Linked DNA regions of Gossypium hirsutum: all the other regions are linked to region 3. Evidence: chromatin contacts called from public Hi-C data. All regions are on one chromosome and are shown on one strand. Each heading gives the region's core, a stretch centred on a gene start, on an enhancer-like site or on the middle of the called end of the contact. The rest is flanking DNA. Distances are from core to core; before and after follow the strand shown.

Region 1 (2,700 bases), core at 55-2,554, 180 kb after region 3:
TTAAAAAAATAATTTTTTTTAACAATGTGAATGATTTAAACTAATGCATAATATTACCTTAGAATTATGCTGAATTAAAGTTCACAAATCAGTGGAACAAACTTAGGGACGAATTTAATAAAATTATTTTTTAATCCTTAAAATTATAAATTAATATAATAATAAAATTAACTTTTAACTTCAACTGAACTTTAAAAAAAAAAAAATTCACTTTTACCCCTAGCTAAGCCACAGGTAGAGTAGCAATAGACTTATGCTCGATTGATACCAATTTTGAATTTGATCCCCATCTGTGCCCTTCCCAAAACAAAATTATGGACTAAATCCTCAAATTTAGTATAGTAAAGAATTTGAGCATATAGACTAAATGGTGAACTTACTTTGGGACCTCGAGGGCCACTTCTCCAAAGCGGTGTCGTGGTGGTGTTACAGTCGGAGCAGACTCTAATGGCGTTGGCTTCACCATTACCAGTCACCGGATATTGAAACTTGTGATCTGTTGATCCCCTACTGCTACTGCTACTGCTACTGCAGTTGGAGTTGGAGTTCATCATCTTCTTCATTAGCCTCATTTTGGATGACATCCATTTCACTGTTATCCCATTTTTATTATCCTCTGCACTGCTTTCGTAATTCCTTTCCTCGTTTCTTCCAAAGGATGAATTTTGGGCGTTGGTTGCCTTCTGATCTTCCACCGTTGATTGAAGTGATGAAGATGAAGATGATGAACTGGCTTGTTGGTCGCTTGCTGATGATCCACCTTCATACTTATTCACCTAAAATAAATAGAATAATCAAAGAGATAAAAGATGAAAAATTAAAAAGGTTTTACATCCACATAAGATACATGTATGTATATGATTTCACTATGTTTGGATCACAAGAAATTCAACATCAATGAATATTGAAGAGAATTAGGGTTCTTACAGAGAGAAAAAGCTGAAGATGATGGGGTTCTTCTTTTAGCTCCACAAAGGGGAAATTAGGAGATGGTGGTGGGTTAAGAAATGCTGGTGTCATTGCCAAGAGATAAAAGAGAGAGCGAGAGAGAGAAGATATTAAAAAAAATAAAAATCAGAGAATTAGGCTAAGGAAATGGGATAAGGGCAAAGGGTCCTAATTAATGGAGTTGAAGGGGTTTTTATAAAGGAATTGTGAAGGAATTAAAAGGCAAGAAGAGGCCACACAGGCATTCACGTGACTTCATCTCACCCAAACAAAACAAGATAAAAACTATGACAAACTTAAAAGGGTGGGAGGGGGCGGTTGGATTGCAACTACTCAAACCCTAATGCCCAGTCTTATGACAAAACATATACACTATCTGCAGTCTTTTTGCCCCTTCAAAAATATTTCGAAAATGGTAAAATCCTATAATTAGTCCTTATTCAATTTGTGATATACTTTAATATATAAATCTTAGTTTCATCATTAATTCTGGTTAGTTTAACATGATAGTAAACAATCAGACAAATGTATAAAATTAAATTATTTTATAGCATTATTATAATTTAAAAAAAAAAAGTTTGTTTTCCCCTACTGTATAATGAAAGGGGTCTACAATGTTATTGCTCAAAAACTCATTAATGTCTTCCAAACTTTTCTTCACTAGGTATTCAGTACCTCCATCAAGTCTCAAAGTAGTGAACTGAGAAAGTCTGGAATACGTTTAAGTCAGGTCAAATTCTCAAAATAGCATCATATGTAATTTATAAGTTATGAAATTTTGAAAGAAAAAGTTGTTTAAAATAATAGTTACAAATTCTGAAAATTCTTCATCAAAATACTTTCAATTATTTTTTAAAACAACCCCACCTTTAATTCATCACCATAAGTCTTAATATTATTTGCTTTTCTTTTTCCTAAATCCAAGTCCGTATGAAAAGTCAAGAAAAAAAAAAGGGCTATAAATGCATGTGTATGGGATATCGGGCTCTGCAAATAACAGATTACCATTTACCAGTGAAAAGAGAAAAGATACCTACAATTCATAAACAAAGATCACCACCATATTTGTTTCTTTATTATTATTATTATTATGATAGTTGTTTCTTTATTGATATATATGCATGCTCATATTTATATATATTATAGTGTAGTAGGGGAGAGTTTTTTTTTTTTATACAATAGTAGATGAGAGTTATATATCTACAAATAAATGCAGTTTTTGGAAGATTTAGGAAGGAATATATGTGAGAGGGAGAGGATATTTCATTGCAGATATGAAGAGATGGGGTTGAAGATTTTGCATGGGAGAGTTGGCATATATGTTTTGCTCAAAGTATTGCCCAAAAGCCATCAAATGCTTGGTGCAGGCTTAGAGACAATATTGCTTCCTTGGCTGATGCTGCCGCCTGCCCCCTTTTTTGGTCCCCCACATACCCTTTGTGCCAAATTGATCAACTACATCATTTTCCTCACCTCTTCCCATTTATTTTAAGGTTAATTCACCAAACACCCTCAAATTGTATTTCAAATTCTAAATTGGTCATTAAAGTATCAATATCAAATTAATTAGGTTATTCCATCAACCAAGCGATCCATTTTTCTATTAAATGTCAATTCAAACATGACGTGGAGCATATCTAAAATATGGAGATCAGATTTTAAATATGTGTACATCTACAACATGAACAGTTGGACCTAACGTGTTAAGAAATACAATATCACTAAAATTTAATAGGGTTTATTTATTTGACA
Region 2 (2,872 bases), core at 257-2,756, 230 kb after region 3:
CTAGTTAAAATGTCTAATTCTAATATTAGCAATTACGTAAATTAAAGAATTAAATCACATATAAATGTGTTGGGTAAAATTCAAAGTGCATAAATTAATTGAGAAACTCAAAAGATTTCAGTGTCTTAGTTTAGCAAAATATTTATAGTAGTAACTAAAATTTACTTTGTTGATATGGATTAGATAGTAAATTTATAGTACTTAGCAACTTAAAATTTGATCTGATCTCTTTATGCCACTTTATTACTTGATGTGCACTAGCAAATACAATTTCAATTATCAAATAGTAATATCTTTAGGGTCAATTTAATTCGCAATACAATTAATATAATGGTTTAATAAGTTTTGTTTTTATTATTATTTAAGTTTTTAATTGAGTTAATGTTATGAATTAATCAAATATATAGAAAAAATTAAAAGTCCTTATTTTTACAAAATAAATTTTATTGTTATGAGGTTATTTTTAAGTATATTTTTGTATAAAATCAAAAACCCACATTTAGTGAAATTTGAACCAATGACATTCTAATATTAATATTTTTAATTTTACTATTTCAACTAAGGGTTCATTTAAATTTAATATAATTTTTTAATAAATATAGTTTTTACATAATTTTTTCCACTCACATTGTGAGTATACCGTAATCTAATATAAATTATTGACCTTTTTTTTTGTTTAATATATGATTTGGTACTTGAATTTGACATTTTTTATAATGTGATACTTATATTAGTTTTTTGGTCCAATCTAGTACTTGTATTTGACAGAAATTACAATTTTGGTACCTAAAAGTAACAATGTTAACTTTTTAGTGCTTAATTCAAGTTTTAGAGTTGAGTTGATGGAAATTAATTACTAATTTTATTAGGTTTGGTTTTTCTTTTATGATTTTGTTAATAGAATAATTAAATGTTAATTGTGATTTTTTAATTTTGTGTTTGATTTGTCAAATACAATGTAGTTTAATTTGGATTTTAAGATTGATTTTATGAATATTAATTACTATATTATTAGATAATTATGAATTTTCATCAAATCAACTTTAAAATTTAAATTAAACACTAAAAAATTAACATTGATACTTTCAAGTACCAAAATGTATAATTTTTATAAAAAATAAGTATAGATGAAAAAATAATACAAATACTATAATAAAAAAATATTAAACTCAGAAACCAAATTACATATTAAACCAATTTTTTTTATCAAAAATGTATTCCATAGAGTCAAAACACAGTGATACAATGGATAAGAGAGGTCTCAATTTCCAGAAAAGGCTCGAGGCCGTAGACAACTAGGCATATGTCCCAAGTAGAAACAGGAGAGGGAGTTACGTTAAAGATGTAACATGAATCCCTTTATCCGAATGTCTCCTGAACATAGGAAACAGTTACATTAAAGCCCAGTGCAAGGCATAGTTAAGCCACGACACATACGAACCCAGTTCAAGGCATAGCCCAAGACCAACACAATCCAAATAAAAAGATAAAAAGGGAGAAACAGCTCAAACAGGGCCTAGAAGCCCTTTGGTATCCTGAAGTTACATACGGTCGTCCGCATTAGAGCACCATAATGATTACAAGGGGTAAGTGGAGCGGTAGAAACCCTAAACCACTGAACCGAAGGGGTAGTGGAAACTGGGTCATGGTCCTTAACCTAAGGGACCACCATGGACCTCGGGCACCAAAAACTCTACAAATTCGGCAATGTAAATGGAGGTGGTTGCATACCAGTCCACCTTTATCTTATCGACGTTAATTTCGAGGTATGCATGGTCAGGCCTATATAAAATTTTAGACTCGGGCCAAGCCCTGCCTGAAGTATGGACCTAAAAATTTATTCAAGATCGATTCGAAATAAAATTATTAAGTCTGAGTCCTGTCCGGTCCATATTAAATTTTTTTAACTTATTTCATTAAATAAAAAATTTTAAAATATAATAAATCAAACACATTTAAAAACATAAAAAAAAATATTAAAACAAGAAACAAATAAAAAATAAGACTAAAACAATTCTTAAAACAATACACAAATTAAAAATATAATAAAAAGTGATTATATTAAAATTGAAAATAAAATGTAAATATAATTAAAAATAAAAAATAAAAAAATATATATTTAGTATATAATTCGGACCGGGTCGGGCCTAGATAAAAAAATTTTACCCGAAGCCCAGCCCGTTTTCTAAATGGGCCTCATTTTTTACCCAAAATTATATTTCGGGCTTATATTTTTATCCGAACCCTCTCATTTTTTAAGCGGGGCCTTCGGGCAGGGCCGAGTAGCCTAGCCATGTACACCTCTATTTCCCCTCAAAAGGGCTCTCTTTTCTCATTTACCTTTATTAGATTTATTCACTTGCTTTTCTTTGGGATTAACCAGCGGACAAGCTTCGTCGCTCTATAGTTCATCTTGGTCTTACAAGAACTTGGGAGCATTCTCAAAGAGATTAAACAAAATTATAACTCAAAAGATTATGAATATATTTTATTTTTATATTATGTTTTAACAATATTAAATCAAAATAGCATTAGTAAAAGAAGGGTGAAGTAATGTAGAAAAAATTGAAGTTGTTATGGATATAACCAATATGTGTTTTAAACAGCTATGCAAGCATGACATAAAAAGTGAAGGGAACAATTCCCACCTCACCCGCTCCATACTCATCTCTAACCAACCCTTATATAATTTAAAGGAGATACATGAAAAGTAAGGACAGATTTAAATATCTAAACCCTAAAGATAAACTACTTGTATGAGTTGTATCTCATGTGACAATCTAATAAAAAGGGTTAAATTAATGTCACCCTTCCCAAGGACACCACATCCCTACAGTCCAAGGGCTCTCACTGTACGCCAAATTCCACTGAT
Region 3 (2,723 bases), core at 13-2,512:
TACCAATTAGCTATATTTAAAAAGGACTCTGGCATTATATAGCAGAGATTAAAAAACCCAAACCGCCATGCCTATAAGATAAAGGAAATTTTCATATAATAGAGACACAACCCGTAGCAGGCTAGTGAGCGGCAAATCTTCAAGTAGTAGAACGATGAGCAATTATCAGAGAAAAATCAATAAAAAACCAGAAAGGATGTACCATGCTACATTTAGCAAAACTTCAATTAATAGAAGTAGAAAGATTAATTGAGCTTCGACATGCAAACCAAAAGCATCTGTCAAAAGAAACAATAAAAAAGAAAGCTTTAACAAGTTTTTTTTTTATCAGAATCAATCAATGACTAATGAAAATGACGTGGAAAGCTAAGGATATCCAAAATTACTACCGGAAAGAGGAATTCTGGAAAAGTGATCCGCAGTTGAGGACTCCTCGTGTTTAAAATGCAAATGAAAATGAAAATGGAATCAAATAAATAAATAAATAAACATAGTAGCAATTTGTATAAGAAGGAAACATGAAATGCAATCAGAATTTATGAATAAAAGAAAACAAATGTCATAAGAAAAAAAAATCATAAATTATATAACACGTTTAGATATCATAACCAATTCAAACAAGAAATGCAATTTCGATAACCTAAAACTGAAAGATATAATAAAGTTTTTAAATATATAAAGTAAGAAAGAATATATTACCCAATAACGAAGCGAGAGTAACTCCACGAAAGTGCCGGCTCCGCTAAATCTTTTAGCAGCGTCGATATGAGCCGTCTCGGGATCCGAGGCACTGATCGCCAAAGCCAACTGCATCTGAAACTCTTCTTCCAATAAATTAAAATCCACCTCGTCACCAGCCGTCCGATCTCCCCCGGCCGATTCAACGGCCCCAATTCTCCCCAATGTACCTGAACCAACAGAAGACGCCGAAGAAGAAGAAAAGGAAGACGCCGTTTCTTGTCCCGTTGAATTCGTACTCGGACTTGAGCTGACCACGGGCTGCGTCTCCGTCAACCGTTGGTGCTCATTTAAACCGCCGCCGATATGGAGTTTCCTTAATAAATGCTTCATTTTCGGCATCGATCATCAACGGCGACTTTTTTCCCGTTCTCCGTTTCTTTTATAAATTTCTTTTTCTTTTTCCTTTTTTGAAAATTTGTTATTGTTTTTATTTTTTTTTAATTTCTTATTCTATTTCTATTATTCCATCTGCAGACTTAACCTACGCCCACTGGTTTAAAAGCATACTCGCTTAAGCTGCGCACTCTTCTCCGCTAAGCTACCCGTAATTGAAAAGACTTTTAAATTAACCGCTCACCCATTCCCTCCAACACACACACTCTCAAATTTAATAATTAATTAATCAATTAATTCTACTTCTTCTTCCCTTGATAGTACTATTTATACATAACCTTTTCCCCTCCATTTTTTATGTCTTGCTCTTTCAATTCTAAATGTAAAGCTTGAAATCCTCACCCATAAAATAATTATTTTTTTATATAATTTATTGTTGATTAAAATATATTGAAGAAAGAAATTGAAATTATCTGGGATTAAATCTAAATTCGTATATTTATAACATAATATTCTTGGGACTACCAAATCAAGAGATTGTTGACTAAATTTTTAAATATTATTATTTACAATTAAAATATAACATATCCATATTTAAACTAAAATATAAGATTAGTACTAATAAAATAACAATGATACCACATGTACAATAAATGAAATACCTATATTTAATTGAGAAGTGAAAAGCATATATATATATATATTACTTGCGAAACAATCCGTTCGTGCAACCTATCAATTACATACATGATCTATTTATTTATTTGTGAAAGGAAAGTTGAAGAATTATTACGATAAACAACCCTTTGACCTATGAACGGTTGATGGCTTAGCCAACCCAAAATAACAAATATATATTTTAAAAACCCAAGTTGAAGTTATGGTTTGAGAGTTTGAGAAGTTTCTAAGAAGGAACCTGTTCTTTGTAAATATTGCGACTTCACTTGAAGAACAAGTTTGGAAACAAAATGGCATGTGTCTCCACGCTTGGTCCCATATTTTTGTTTTAGGTTACGTTTAGGGGTGGCGCTATAAATTATTATTATTATTATTATTATTATTATTACAACAGTATATAAATTTTAATGTTTTTAAATAATACAAATTTTATTTTCAAAGTTACTAAATTAATTAAGTCAAATATGAGAACAAAAAACTTTAGAGACCAATCAATTGCATTTTTTTTCAATTTAACCCGTTTGCTTCTATCACAAACTTAATAAAAATAGACTAAAATAAGTAAATTTAATTAGTTGAATTATTATTTTGAAAGTTTTAAAAGTTAAGTGACTACAAAAGAAACTTAAGCATAATTGTGTGTCCTGTAATGAAGTTTATCCTAATATCTAATACAAGTAAATTTAGATATTCTAATTACTATTCGCAACAGATACAGTGTAAATAACAAATTCACTCTTGAGAATATTTAATGGATTGGAATATATAAATTCTTTAATTAATTCGAATTCAAACACACATGTATCCAACTATGATATTTGATTTAAGGGTAAATTATAAAATAGTCACTTTTGTTTATCTCATATTATATTTTAATCACTTATGTTTGAAATGTTATGTTTTAATCACTTACGTTATCGTTTTGTTATAAAGTGGTCACTTTACCGTTAAACTTTATTACCTCTTTAACG

The links. Hi-C and Micro-C count contacts between places; a contact is called where the count stands out from the background.
Region 1: a contact with region 3 is called in a Hi-C map of leaf, with 1.5 times the contacts expected there. The contact joins the promoter of LOC121230650 here to the promoter of LOC107962871 in region 3. A contact is called at or near these places in 7 of 34 Hi-C or Micro-C datasets (callus, hypocotyl and leaf).
Region 2: a Hi-C map of leaf shows a contact between it and region 3, with 1.8 times the contacts expected there. The contact joins the enhancer-like site here to the promoter of LOC107962871 in region 3. A contact is called at or near these places in 6 of 34 Hi-C or Micro-C datasets (callus, leaf and seedling).

Annotation. Positions count from the first base shown.
Region 1 is chrA06:31,514,598-31,517,297 of Gossypium_hirsutum_v2.1, forward strand. LOC121230650 (putative GATA transcription factor 22) reads right to left here and starts at 1,305. Exons shown (of 3, transcript XM_041115746.1): 1 at 928-1,305; 2 at 381-776. The coding sequence starts at 1,020.
Region 2 is chrA06:31,570,360-31,573,231 of Gossypium_hirsutum_v2.1, forward strand. No RefSeq gene overlaps it. Among protein-coding and RNA genes, the nearest start is that of LOC107963580, 49 kb to the right of the region's middle. Within about 2 kb of position 1,507, at least 3 of the 9 cell types and tissues checked have an H3K27ac peak or open chromatin away from gene starts, as enhancers often do. A contact at or near this core is called in leaf, where this site is marked.
Region 3 is chrA06:31,338,287-31,341,009 of Gossypium_hirsutum_v2.1, forward strand. LOC107962871 (probable serine/threonine-protein kinase SIS8) reads right to left here and starts at 1,263. Exons shown (of 13, transcript XM_041115744.1): 1 at 700-1,263. The coding sequence starts at 1,080.